Regions from separate parts of the Anas platyrhynchos genome. Here region 2 is linked to region 1. The links are chromatin contacts, called in public Hi-C maps. All regions are on one chromosome and are shown on one strand. Each heading gives the region's core, a stretch centred on a gene start, on an enhancer-like site or on the middle of the called end of the contact. The rest is flanking DNA. Distances are from core to core; before and after follow the strand shown.

The links. A called contact is a pair of places that touch in the nucleus more often than the background predicts.
Region 2: a Hi-C map of liver shows a contact between it and region 1, with 1.6 times the contacts expected there. The contact joins two enhancer-like sites. A contact is called at or near these places in 2 of 8 Hi-C or Micro-C datasets (liver and skeletal muscle).

Annotation. Positions count from the first base shown.
Region 1 is chr5:18,063,859-18,071,382 of IASCAAS_PekinDuck_T2T, reverse strand. It overlaps FOXN3 (forkhead box N3), which reads right to left. Exons shown (of 8, transcript XM_027459039.3): 3 at 6,814-6,950. Among named protein-coding and RNA genes, the nearest start is that of FOXN3, 96 kb to the right of the region's middle. Within about 2 kb of position 3,487, at least 3 of the 8 cell types and tissues checked have an H3K27ac peak or open chromatin away from gene starts, as enhancers often do.
Region 2 is chr5:18,116,483-18,124,006 of IASCAAS_PekinDuck_T2T, reverse strand. All of the region lies in intron 4 of FOXN3 (forkhead box N3), which reads right to left. Among named protein-coding and RNA genes, the nearest start is that of TRNAT-UGU, 84 kb to the left of the region's middle. Within about 2 kb of position 4,741, at least 5 of the 8 cell types and tissues checked have an H3K27ac peak or open chromatin away from gene starts, as enhancers often do.

The DNA.
Region 1 (7,524 bases), core at 2,238-4,737:
GAGCACAGGGTGTCACAGCAAGAATTCAGGAAACTCTGTTGTATGAAAGGGGACACACTTGATTTTCTGTTCTTCTTTTTCTGTCCATGATCTGCTGCCTGCTTCCCCATTCATCTCCCTCCCCTCGACATCCCTTATACTGCACAATACAAGAAAATTCCATTTAAAAGGTAAGAGCTGATCTTATTTGTTTTATAAAGCCATAGCCAATAGGATACTTCCCATACCACAGAAGTCTACTGGCTAAAGAACTGATAAGAATATAATAAAGAATGGGTCCTGGACTGGCAAATCCTCAAATATTTATGCATTGATAGTGTTAGAGGCATTCACTCAAGCAAAAGTTATTTTCCTTGCTATTCCTACCTGGCATCAGACAGAACCAATGTTCTTTCATTTGCCAGAAAACTGAAATAAAGCAGCATAGTCTCAAAATACAGATGATGTTCAAATCAAGACGAATTACTGTGTCAGAGGGCACAGCTTGGAAGAACTTGTTTTCCTCGTGTTCCTGAACTACAGAAACAGCAGACCAAAATTCCCCAAAGACTCCGCCTTGACACCATACCAAGGGAAGAAAACTCATTCTGACTCAACCCAGGAAGTAAAATATTGAGATCAATCTTGATAAAGGGGTTGTAGCATGCACAGAAATAGTAGATTGCCCTATGGTCAGTTTCATATCCTACCCAAACCAGAAAAAGTGACACAGAATTAAAGCTGTGCTTCTAGACTGCAGAAGACAACCAATTAATTTCTTCTCTAAGTCCCTTTTTGCAGGGAGATACCCCACAGTGTCTTTCAGTGTTTCAAAGTACTCAGTGAATAGAAAACGTTTATTTCACCAGCTTCACCAAATGGCCAGAAAAGATCATTTCTGATCTCAATACATAAAGCATTACAGATAAAAAGAGTGCTTATACACTGTCCAGAACAATAACCTTCAACACGGTCACTTTGATGCAGGCTTAATTTCAATAGGCAACAGGGTTTCTGAAGTTTGTGACAGTTTTAGGGAGGGAGCAGTGAAGCCAAAACCAGCAAAAAAATTGAACAAGTTTTTCCAAATCCAGTAGCTTTGTAAGTGGCCAATCTACAAAAGCAGTCCTTGTGGTGAGGGGAAACTGTTTCCACAGCAAGGTGACAAACTACCCTGTGCAGAGTTAATGATTGAACTGTCCCCTGACTGTACCAGCATGGCTTCAGACCTGCTGTTTGCACTGCAGGACAGGCCTAAACCTGAGGTGGAAATGTCTGAAGAACCTTCTCCCTCAGAGAGCAACCGGAGGAAAAACAGAGGGACTTTTAAGGCCGCCCCCCCCTAAATGAGACATAAATATGGGTGCACACTGTAACAGAGTAGCACTGAAACCAACCCACCACATGGTGGGTGTTTAACAAATACTGAACACAAAGCTTGCTAAAAGCAGCCAACAAATAGAAGCTGGGAGGTGGGTATCACAAGGAAAATAGAACAGTTGTTCATTTAGCATTTGTGCAACAGCTTCAAAGTTTCCCATCCTTAGCAGGCTGTATGCAGACTATGCATTGCTCAAGTCTTCCCGCCCCCCCCCCGTAGCAGTGTCCTGGGTGCCCCATGAGAGCTGGGGCCTCCAGCACTGCACACACGCTGCTGCCTGGGGAGCTGCCTGGGCACCAATCAGGGCCACCACTCTGCCTCCTCCAGATGTGGCAGGAGGCTTTAAACCAGGGAAATTGAAGCAGAAAGCTGGGATTAAGAGTAGCAGGACTGCATGCTTTCAGTCTCAAAACAGGAAAATGTGATTTCCTTTAGTTCAAATTCAAAATGAACAAGCAACATCAGCATCCCCCAGCCACCATGCTCCCTGTTCACTACATGGCTTGCAGTGATAGAAATCACAGAAGCTTGATATCCAATATACACCAAGACTTGAATCTCACTAATAAATTTCAAAAGTCAAACAGGGACTCATGATCACAAAGACCCCACTCCTGTGCTACCCATCTGAACAGGGAGCAGGGGCCACTGCGTGCACCCAGTGCTACCAGGGAAGCCGCGTGTGAAGCAAACCCATGTATCCACCAACTTGGTGTGCCGCAGTCGGCTCCTCGTTCAGCCCAGGATGAGACGTATGTATGGGAGTGTGGTTATCTTAACCTGATTACCTCACAAGGAAACCTGTCACACGCACCGTTCCTTTTACAGCAGCACAAAGAAATGTGGCTTGTCAGAAACACACGTTCCTACGGAGATGGGCCAGCACCAAAATGGAGGCCGCGGGAGGCCCCTCAGGAGGGCCGTCCTCCTGAGCCCGCTCCAGACCTTTGGCTAAAACGTGCGAAAAGTGCTGCTTTGCAGTGGGCTTCTTCATAATTTAGTCTTCACAAAACGCCTATGCTTGGGACAGGTCACTGTCTGAAATGGTATGAATTAAGGGCAGAAAGAAAAACATTTTTAGTAGAAACAGATATTGAAGGACATGACACAGGAGAAAGAAGTGATTAAAATTTAAGGAGCTCATAGCACTTCTAGAAAGCCAGCAGCTGCACGGAAGGCAATAGTGATAAGAGACACTAAATTCAATAAAACACAAGCCACTCCTCATTTTTCAAATTCTCCAGTAGTAAAGTTTCATAAAACATTTGGTCACTAACATACCCACTCCTACATCATGCACTTCCAAGAAAGGAAGGGAAAAGGAAGAACCAGGCCAAGCAGCAGTGCCATTTAAATTAAATATGCTCTGAAAAGGGTCTTTACACAGAAGGCAGTCGCTGCAGAGGTGGCTCTGTGACTTGCTGAGCCTGGACTTCCCTGGCTGCTGAGCCGGGAACCCAAGAGCCCCACTAACACACAACACATCAAGCAAGCTCACCCAGGCTGCTCCTACAAGAGAGATGCAAACAAACCAGGGACCAGATGCAGCCTTTCTGAACAGGTGGGCTGGGGCAACGCAAGAAAGAAACCTCTCTTCAGTTCCTTTTTCAGGTCAATTTTCAATTTCATCAGTTACATGGCAGCTTAGCCCAGATGTGCCAATGCTCACCGCTGGTTTAGCAAAATACATTGGAAAAATGAAAAGCAGAAAAAAGCAACACTCTACACATCGTATAGTCTATAAAGTGGTCTAGCCAGGATTCCGAGGTCACCCAGATCTCCAAAAAATTCCTAGCCATCTGTGATGCTAATAATTTCTGTTATTTTACATTACATTTCTTGATAGTATTTCTCCTTCTGCTAATGAAAATAACTGAGAACTATACTGATATGACATACTTAGAGGAAAGAAAAATCCATTTCAAGATCTCCTCAAGGCACTACCAGAAGAGAAAAATCACACCTATAGTTCAGTTAGAGTCAGAAAGCTGAAGGTAAAGCATGCAGATAAAATATCAGGGCACTGACTTACATAGTTACTTAACAAAGTTTGTGTCTATAAATACGTTTCAAGGTTGCTATTGCCAACACAACTGTAAATATTTAAAAAGAAACACACCATAGCCCTTGGACTAAAGCACTCATTTTTCCACACCCAGGAGAGTTTTTTCTTTATCACACTGTGTATCAGTGTTAGTTAACCCTTGAAATTCATCATAAATGACATGATATACGCCTCCATCAGAAGAATTAGAAAATAAAGGTTTCTCTGTTTGGCATGAGCGTTGCTTTTAAGAACACGTACCCAACCCAATTAAAATTAAGTAATTTGCATTACTATATACTTCCTCTTAAGCTTACAGATAATCTTCTTCACGTTCAAAGAAGCAGTAGCAATTCAGACAACAGTAGTCTGAAGTTCTGTCTTGTGTACAAACACTGCGACTTGTTTTTCCCCCAAAACTACGTTCTTGTATACATGGATCCCAGTGTAATCCAAACTTCCTGGTTTGAGTCAGATGTCTAATCTAAAATGATACCAGTATAATACTGAGTCAGTCATCTAAATGTGTGGGTTCACATTATAAAACTCCTTCATAAAAAGTCTTCCCTGTTATGTTTATGCAGCATGTTCTGTTGGAGTTGTAAAGCTAAATTATCTGCTGGAATTAACTCTGCTCAGAAAAGGAGCATTTGTACGTTCAGTGATCATCTTGCTTGGGATATTTTTACAATACATTCCTCTGCCCCATGCTCAATTCACCCCTAAGCTGCTTACGCAGATACTAAACTGACCATGTGATTCATTTGTGTATCCTTATTCTTCCAAAACATCTGATAAAGACAAGCAATAGGTCAATTTGCCTCTGTGGAATAGCCGCAACTGATCCTTATAAACCTTACAATTCCTCCGATTAACCCAGTTTCCTACAGGCGTTCTAATATTGGTGAATTATCTTGTTTCAGGCGTATTTCATTAACATCAGGTGACATGGTTTCTCTTAGTTGTGGGCTTCAGTTATGTAAGGCTGACGGACAGCGACAAAACTCTGCCATCCAAGGATTTTTTCTAAACATATCACCTCCACCATCAGAAGAATTTCCCTTGGAATTTGTTACTATGACAATGTATTGCTCGGGAGATATGACGATGGCAGAGCGGATTTACATTTTTCTACCCGCTACCGAAGTCTTTGTACACATGAGAAAGCAATCACATACATATGGGATTAATGTTTTTCCAAACGCACAGGGAATGTTCAACTACTTGCGAATGTATCAGAAATCTATCCAAAAAATGACTTTGCCATGTAACTACCAATGCATAATGAAATTAACTCAACAGTCACTGATGGCCTAGAGAAGCCTTATGCTGATATTCTGTCAGTCTGTAGCAGGTGACTAACTAAATATTTTAGAAGACCACAGGAAGATTAAGTTTTATTTGACAGTGGAAGTGCTGAAAGACACCCAGCTAAAAATAAGAGCAAGACCACAATATTTTAATGCAAAGCTCAACCTCCTTCGGGCGTCTATTTGTGAGCAGTTTACTCCTGCAGCCCTGCAAGCTCTTTGTTTTATGATGCAGCCATTATCAGAAGACTCATAGCTACTGTGCGAGCGCCTGGCAGCACGAGCTGAGTAGCAGCAGCTCTTCCATCTCCCTCTTTCCAGGGAAGGCAAGTTTCCCTTTCAGTCTGGGGACTTGCTTGAGGGTGTTTTGGTGGCACCCTCCCACTCGTTGCTCAGAGGATGGCTCTGCCATTTGCCCAGCTACATCTGGACATCGGTGAAGGATGACCTGGAAAAGCCACTGCAAGCCCCTGCAGGTGACAGCTGCCAGCAACATCACCGGTTCTGGCCAAGCCACCCCACTGAGTGAATACCTGCTTCAGGCATCAAACACCGGGGCTACTGCTTGCAGCTGCATGTGTTTGCCGGAATGTTTTGCTTGTGGGGATTAGAAGGGATCAAAATCCCTCCAGTTGTGTGTCAGATGTGCTTTACACTTTCACTTGATACAAGAGTCTCTGCATAAATCTATATGGGCATAATTAAAATACTCTTAAAAATGCAACAGAGACAATAAAATGAGGCTCTGGAAGCAAACCTCATTCAAATACACAAATTACCATTGTAATGCCATCACTCCAATTATTCATCTGTCCTTCTGCAAAGTGCAGTAGCGGGGGGATCGCTGGGAGCAGGGGGAACGTAAAAGCGAAAAAATCCCACGCAATGGTGACACTGTGGAAAATATTTCTCTAAAGCCCCACAGGAAAGATAGGATGCAGCGAGGCCATACCGCGGATGCCCTGTGCTCCTGTCACCTCCCGGCGCTGGCTCGCTATAAGTCAGCAGCTCATTTTGTAACAGGGGAGGGGGAAAAAAATACGAAAATAAAACTAAATAAATACACAAACGCCACAATCCTTCTGCCCCAGATGGCAGACAAAGCCGGGTGCAGGATGCTGATTCCCCCAAAAGTTGCGGGCCGCCTGCTGTTGCTATGCAGGATTCCCTGTCGCCACGGCAACGGCGCGGCTGCGCCCCAGCGGGCTGTCCCCGCGCCAGGCAGCGCAGGCCCTGTGCCGCCATAATGCCGTGCTGCCATGCCGCCGTGCCGCTGCACCTGCCAGGCTACGCGGTGCCATGGCGACGCCCGTTGCCATGGAGGCCGCCAGGCCAATCCGGCACCCGGGGCAGGCGGCCGCTGCTCCCGCGCCAGCATCCCCAGGCACAGCGCTAAGCGCAGGATCCATTCCGGAAAAATCCGCCCCCCGCCCCAAAAAGCGCCGGAGTCCATAGGGTGTTGAGAGCCGCCACTGCCATGGCTCGGTCACAGTGATGCTGCCGGCTGGGTGGTTTTGTAGGGTTGGCTGCAGGCGGCCGGCGTTTCCAACGCAGCCTTTGGGCAAAGCGAAGCGAGCAAGCTCCACGTCAGCAGCGAGCAGAGAGCAGCTGTGTCCAAACCCAGTGCCTGCATCTCCGCTTGGCGGTCACAGGTTTCCCTCTTCTTTCGCTAAGGTTAGGCGTAAGCACCAGCCCACGTGAAAACACACGCAGAGCACATGGACAGCCTCCACCCCACGCTGATGTTGGCAAAGCAAGGAAGGCAGGGGCCGCTGCTCACCCACCCGGGGGCTGCGTGGGCACAACACAGCACGCCCCAGGAAAACAAACCCATGCCCTCTGAGCATGGGTACCCTGCTGTCCCCTAGCGATAACGGGGCGAGCCCTCCGTTCGCCATTTCTGCTCCAGGTATGGTGCGAATGGAGCACATGGCTCAGGTGGAGCAGGGCCGCCACCAAGGCTCGGTGCCCCGACGTCCCGGCCCCATGCACGGCTGGCTGCAGGCTGCCCGGCCTCACCACGCTTCACAGCTCAGCCAAGGTTCATATGCAACGCTGGATGAAAACATTTAGAGTTGTAAAATGCGTCTAGTGCTTACCTTTGATATGCCTGAGGAGATGTGGGAGGTGTATTGAACACATGCGAATATGGGTGATAGGGTGTCTTTTTCAAAGCCTGAATAAGATTTTGTCTATATTCTGGGTCTATACACCACAAGGACCCCTTTCCAATACTCTGCAAAGAAAAAAGAATTAAAAAAAAAATCAAATATTTGATCTAATGGCATAGCCTTATTTATTTAGCAGTATTTGTCAGGAAAAGCAGTGGGTTTGGGTTTTTTGTCTGACAGAAGTGAACACAGCTTGCTTGCCAGAGATTATTACTCCATTAATAACGTACTGCGACTATATGATTTAAATCACACTTCTGGGGAAAAAAAAGTAAGAATGCATGTTCAGTTGCTCTTCTCCCCCCCCCTTGATACTAGTTAATATCATTTAATATCTGGCAACGTCCCCATCACCCCGCACTGGAAAAATAAGAAGCTTCAGTTACTGTTCAATGGAAACTCTGAAGAAAGCTAGGTTCTTTTTGAAAGTGCTTTTCTTTTCCTTTTGCTGTTACACTAACAAGAAACAGGGCTAAAAAGGAGGGGTTTAAACACCCTAGCAACTGTTTTAAAAATAAAAGGATTTAGTCCCTCAACCACATGACATCAGTGCCATTATACTACAAGAGAAAATTAATCATCTTTTCTCCCCTAAGGGGAAAAAAGAAAAACAACAACACGAACCAAAAAAACACAGTA
Region 2 (7,524 bases), core at 3,492-5,991, 51 kb before region 1:
CTGTAATCAAAAGCTTTATAGCCTGCTAAACTTGTTTTAAATAATGCATAAATACCAAAAAAGACACACTGTACTCTTCATCCATTTTCACGTGAACTCAGTTCCCTGTTTGTTGCATTTTCTGTTTATAGCAGCATGGCTTAAAACCACAGAATAAATAAAATTACTTTCCACTCCATTTTAGCTCTATTCCAGAAACGTACACTACATTTAATTACTGTTTTGGTCGAGTCCACCTACACAGATGAGCTGTGCCTGTGTGAGTCAACCGGTGTGTCTGCATGCAAAGCACAGAAGAGGTTAAAAAAATGAGGGCACTTATGTCAGCCCCTCCTTCCTCTCCCCTGCATTTCATCACACTGAAAGGGTTTAAAAGTAAAAAATTCCTTCCACATCATATAATCCTGGCATCTGCTGTGCAGCAAATCAAGCTCACTCATTTTGCGATGTTATTCCCAAAAGTAGCTGTACAGATTCAGGTCTAGAACTCCATTTTCCATTCCCTGAAGTTTCTGAATACCTGCTTTTCCTATTTAGGCACATCAGAAAAAGCAGTAAACACAGCTAGTAAATACAAAGCAATCTTCTCTGTCTAAGTGCAATTCTGACTGCATTACTTAAGAAATATAATTTCCTGAGGCTTTTTACTACCTTGCTTTATGATACACATGATATGGTATCAATCTACCAACTTCCTTCTGCTGCCCCTTTCTTCAGCAGCTCGCAGCTCACCCATGACATTATTTAGTTCAAATACTAAGCCATTACTGAGATTAAGGCACAGAAGGAATGCAGTCTAGAGAGCGAGTAGGTCGCTGTGGTCATGTTTATTATTTAATAACAGTGGGAATAATTCATATCACAGCAACAATTCTCTGTGACTCCATTTATCAACTTCAAAGTAAAGCACATCAGACCGCCAGGCAGGGACAGGAGACCCAGAGACTCAGCTCAGCCGCACTCCCTCTGCCAAGCCCTGGGCCCACAATCAAGGTTGGGCTCCAGAGGAAGACTTTTGGGATCAGTCCTTCTTCCTATGTCCAGCAAAGTTGTGTCAACAGAACCTGGAGAGTGGCAAAGCCTCAAATTCATATCTCAGTTCATTTCCATGCAGCCACTGTGGTTTCAGGTGAGGCGTTGCATTCTCCCTTCGAAATGGATGAAGTTTAATTCCTCAATGTTGCATGGGCTGCCTGTCTTCTTTAGTTACTCAGCAAGCTTTTTGAGGCAAAGACTCTCTAACTACATGCATCTTTGATGGCAGTAATTGCTGCATTTGTCCTGAAGTGCACAGTTTTTCAGAGTTCTAATGCGATTGAACAAGAAACCTAATGTCCTCACTAACAACTTTCTGATACATCTCAGCCACACAGGACAACGTCTCAGTCACTGAGCTAAGCTGACCATTAATTTCCTTCTTTAACATACTTTTCTACACGCTCACTATTCGTTGCATGGGATTTTCAATATATATTGAAGCTACAATGAAACAGAAACAAGAAGGGTAAGGAAGAGAAGACAATAAAACTCAAAACTTTATTCCAAGAATTCCCTGATTCCTAGAGACAGCACAGATGAGGTACTTTATTTTCAGCTTGCTTTTTCTTAAATGCCTTTATTCTGAAGCTTCAGCAATTGATGAACTACTAGCTGTGTTTCCAAATCCTTACAACAGGGCCAAGGTTTTTGCCTTTTTGTTTGGCTAATCTTTTCACACATCTATTTGCCTTGCTGCCACGACAACTAAACAGCAAATAAGTGATTTGGGTTCATTCAATAGATTCCAAATTGGGAGCCTGCCTATTTTGTTTGCTTTAGGGCAAAAGGAGGAAGCAAACAGCAGCTTTGTAAGTGAAGTTGCTGATATTCTTCTCTCAATTATGGCTCTGAAAAGATATAGAAATGCAAAGTACTCTTTACAAACAGAGTCGGTTCATGCTGATCCAACTTGTTTCAATTCACTTTAATTTGATTCTGCCTCTAGAGGTAGTTTAACTGTGATACCTACCATGGATTTTTGCATTTAGACAGATTGTTTTCAACACAGCAGGACAAAATAATGTTAATAAGTTTCATTTAGTTTTGAGTATTTGCTTAAAAAGAGGGTGGAGGCTCACAAGCAACAAACTCCAAGGCCATAACCTGCTTTCAGGGTGCACGATCCTATTTTCTGATTTGTTTCATCTTACCATTTCCCAGGGCTGACATTGTTTAATATTTTTCCCTCTGAGGTGGAAAAGAAAAAACTACTTTATAAGGTTAAAAACAAAGCAAAACACTAAAACCAAAACCAAAAAAATATATACAAGCATTTTTGAATAACTGCTTGCCAAGGATGTAATGCTGCGTAATACTTTTGCAGAGTAGCTGCAGCAGGAGTCAGGTCTGGCACATGCTATTTGAGCTGCAGTTTGAAACAGGTACGGTTGTTTTGCTTTGAAGCACAACTTTACTGCTCTTTGACTTTATGGCAGTAATTCGAAGACTTCTTATCCAACTTAAAAAAAAAAATAAAAAGAGAAAAAAAAAAACACTGGAGTCAACATATTCTTTAATAAAATTAAGGCAATTTAAGATTTTCAAAGTTCATTCAGCTTCTTCCCAGCCTGGCCTGGCAACTAAACAAGTACAACACACACCATGGCAAGAGGCCAGAGTAATATCACAGCTAGGAATCTCCCTTCTTTAAAAGTCCACAAAATGTCATGAATGAGATTTGGCATTTTTTTACACGGATTTTAAAAAAACAAACAATTCCTGCATCTTCACTGAAAGGGAGCCCTCTCATGCTATTCTGCAAGGAGCAGAGAACAAAGACAAGGGACACGAAGAGCATAACCCACTGAGCTCTGCCAGCAGAGCAGGGGCATCTCAGCTTCCAGTTTCTCCTTAAGCACCACGGGCAGCCACAGAAAACTGTTTATTCAGCAACATCATGCTGGGAAGTAAATCCCCAATGCTCCCAACACACAACTTTCAGAAAGTTCCCAGTGGTGCTTTACTATTCCAGTCCCTATTTACTGTGTGCTCAACAGAAGTCACATATATGATTAAAAGCAAAGCTGCTCTCACGCAGGGTGATCTCCTGAGTGCAGAAGAATAACTTCGCTCTAGAAGTGGAATTGTTGTTGGGTGGGGGCAAGATGGAGGAATGAAAGGGGAGAGGCAGAACAGCAAATTCCTCACCTGGTTACCCCTCCTGGAGACAAACATGAGAAAGGAACCAAAAACATGTCACCTCAGAGGCCCAAGAAATTCAAAAACATGTGACCGATACAAGACTCACAGACCTATGATGACCTATAATCACAGAAGGATGGAAATCTGCTCCTTTGTCAACTGAAGGTTGAAAGTCAACCAGAAAGATGTGAACAGCCCTCCACGAAGCTCACAGAAGCACAGAATACCCTGAGTTGGAAGGGACCCACATGGACCAATGGGTCCAGCTCCTGGACTCGTTGTTGACCCGGCTGTAGTTTCTGGTGGCATTTACAGCCCCATAGACATCCACATCCCCCCTCCCTCTCCCATATGAAGGTCTTCGCTTTACACAAACTCTACAAATGATTAAAAATTACACAAAATTTTATAAAATTACATGGTATGCTTCTGCTTCTGCTGCCAGCCCCGAAGTGCCGAGCACACTGTTATGCTATCAAGTTCTGTACTCCGTGCCAGTCACTCCCCAAGGTGTTTATGTGAAGCACTCAGGCAAAATGAACAGAACATCTGTATTCTATTTGCTAATGAGCAATCATCATTTCTACAATTCTCCAGCCAGGGATTTTGCTGTTTGGAATACTAATGCCATTTAAAAAAATTAAAGGGAAAAAAAATGTTCTGCTCATTAGTACTACAGTTACTAAAATACTTTTGCACCGTTTACAGTGCAACCAGGCTTCTACTGGAGTTGCTTTTCAGTATTTTTAACAAAATTAGAGCTTTCAGAAATAAAAACTTTGATGATATGTACTTAATGTATTTTCAGAATTAACATCATTTGCAATGTAGTTCTTGCTTTAATTACTTTTCACCCACACAGAGGCAAGAATTTAAAATAAACTATTATAAAAGCTTTTCAAACACACCCTTCTGAAGATCCCCTTCATCGCTTGCTTTTTGTATTTTGGCAGCACCCACAGCAGGCTAGAACAGGTTAAAAAAATAAAGTTATAAAAATACAGGCCAAGGTCTGCCAAATTAATTATCTGAGACTCTGGGTGTGCAGAGACAGCGGGGGAAGACAACAGCGTTGAAACGTGGGACACGTTTTGTCTGTGGGCAGAAATGGCTGGCAGCTTCCCTGCTACCCATGGGTGTCTGCACCCCGTGAGGGCCTGGCTGCTGCTTGGACAGAAAGGCCCTATCCTAAAATCATGCAGCACTTGGGCATTTCAGTGACCAGGTGCAACCCTCCTTTATCATGCCAGGCATCAGAAATAGTCCTGCTGAAGTCAGTGAAGGGCAGCAAATGAGATCAGAATAGGATATTAAATTGACAAACATAATTAAAGTGGCTTATGTAAGAATTGTCTGTATATTTGCTCATGGCTTACTGAAAAATAACTTAGCAATCAAGAGGAAAAAGACTAAATACAGGGTTTGATAGACCTAAGAAAGCCCAGCGTGGTACTCGTGCTGTGGTGTGGCAGCAGGGGAGGGAACACAGCCCTGAGAGGCACATGGAGCACAGCACCTCAGAAACGTCTGGTTCCCTACACCGGGGCACAGATGTATTTCAGTATGCTGTCATGCCCTAAGAATAACCACCCTTATCACCTGACCCACCACGGCACGGGGCACGGTCAGGACATTTCAATCCCTGACAAGACTGCCAGGGGCAGCTCCGCTCCCGAGCAGGACAAGGTCTCTGCTGCTGCCACAGGGTCTCCTGGCCAGGGCGAGGCCGCCCTGAGGCGCACGTCCCGTCCACTGCCATGGCAGCCGGCAGCACCCGCAGCCCCTGTCATGCACAAGAGGGAACGCTGTGCAACGCTTAAAAGCCACCTTCCTTGGAGGCAGAACGAAAGGAGGAGACAGCAAGGCGAGCCTCACTCCTGCAGATGCTGGTTGAAACCATCTGTTCAGTGCAAGCCTTGCCCTTGCCGCACATCCTTGGCTTCGCATCACTTCAGAGGTGTTTCGTTTGCACACCACTGGCCACATTTCCTGTGTTTCGTCCGGTCAGGAAGGAGGAAGTCTTTATTCTTCAGCATTTACCTGTGATTTTAAGCAGTAACCAACCAATTCCGACAACATATCTCTTCTTCTTACAGGTCTTCTAGCTCCTGGCAAAACCAGACTGAGCCTGAACTGAGAAGCTGGCCCCAGCTCTCCAAGGCCCACCAAGTGTCCTCTTCTCTAGCCTGCCTCACCTGAGTGAGCTAAGTATTAGGACGACCAAAATTAAGGCTACACAACATGCTGATGTGAGAAAGTGCTTCTTGTGCCCTGACAGGGTAACTTGCACCCCTTCTCATCTGCCTTCAGCGCGCAGTCTGCTCTCCCCAGGCGAAGGAAAAACACAGCACAAGGGCTGCTGCCATTCTGCAGCCTTCTAGGTCTGCTTAAGGAAACAACAAAACCCTATTCTAATACACAGCTGACCACAAATCATAACTCTGCCTCACTTCCCCAAAACTAATTATACACGTGTCACCAGAATGTCATACATCTCCCTCTTTCCACCTAAAGACCGCATTTCTACTCTTCACGGTCTAACACATTATATACTGAACACTATTCTCCATGCAACAGTTTAGGGGAAAAAAAAAACTAATCCTTCAAGTGATGTGTGTTCTTTTATAAAGTTACCTAAAAAATAACACTGGAGCACAGCAGTTATTATTTAACAACACATCCAATGGGGAAAAATAAACCACACACCTTATATAAATATCGATAGAAACCTTTATTCTTACTGTGTTACTAGTAGCCCATACCCACACCAACAGCAAACATAAAGAAACAAGGTGTACTTGCACTGAAATATCCAGCACGCCTTCACTGTGAAAGTCAAGCATGAACCACATTTAAAGGCATACTAAATAAAAATCTGGTACATGCTGAACACAAATTCACACAGTTCGCTTTAAGGTGCAGAATTTGTTACATCTGAGTTTGAGCAAAGCTGCAAAATTACCTGTGGAGGGCCAGAAGATTCTTTTAAAGGGAAATACAAGAATAAGAACCAAAAAGAAGCAGGAAAACCTCAGAAAGTACAAAAGGAAACCGTTAAACTGAGCACGTATCAATGCCTGTGGTAAAATAACAGAGGTGGGCTGTGTGAAACACAAGGCTGAAAGACCCAAAATGTTCACACAAATACAGAGGGACCGTCATTTGCACATCAGGATTCCCTGTCTCAGTGTGAATCAAATGGAAACTCAGAGGCAACATTAATTACCTTCATTATGCAATGCCTACACATTTTTGCTAGAATATACTAGCAAACAAACAGACCAATTGTTTCAAAATCCACCAGAATCACAAATATTGATGTGTTTCTTTGACTTCAAGAAAAGGAAAACAAACAAACAAAAAAAATAAACAAGCAGTCGAAGTTGAATGGTCCACACTTGCTAAAAAGCAATGAATTGGAACTGAACAAAAAATCCCATGCAAACATGAAAGAGTACAGAGACCTTTGTCTCCTCAAATCTCCAAACACCCCCCTCCACTAGTACACGAGCACACAGCACTGGGCAACGTACCAGCGACACACTGCAAACAGAGCAGGCTGCATTACTGAACCAGCAGCAAGACACGAGCTCTTAAACTAGATTTTAAAGGAAGTACTTTCGTGAAAATTGTAAAATAGAGGGACACCAAGAAATCTGATGGAATTCAGTGCAACATAAGTAAGTCTGATAAAATTTTCAGTTTCTGTTTTAAGTCAAAAAACCAGCTCTAGAAGATGTTCTCACAGCAAGCCCACTAATGAGGAAGTTTGATACTTTGAGCATAAAAAGATAACATATTCAAATGGTAAGCATGGGAATAAAGCCACCTACCTTCAAAGTACTTGTGACCAGCAGAAGGCAAGGGAGTTGGATCTTACTTTCTTCTTACACATTAATGGAGTCATGGTCACTCATCATTAATAAACTAGTTTTAGCAGTGCAAGATTGTAATTAGGAGAAAATTCATACGCGAGTCCCAAAAGGAGATGCATACAAAGAGCATCAAGCAGCAGGACTGTTGGAAACATCTGATAACCAAATGTGTGCACACAACATAAAACAGAGACATTTGTTTATTGACAGTTTCAAACTAGGTTGAACGTTTTATTTACTGTTATCTCATTTTCAGTATTACACAGCTCATCTGGGAGAGGGCAACCAGGATGCGAGTTTAACAAGCACGAACCACATTCTTGTGCATGTGCTTGTGCTAACCACCACAAGGAACATCAGCTCTTTACCTTCTGCTTTTCCCTGTGTAGGGCTACAGCAGCAGAACTACTTCAAGGCACATAAAGCATGTGGCACACAGCATCGTCCCTCGTACCAGTGTCTTCAGGTA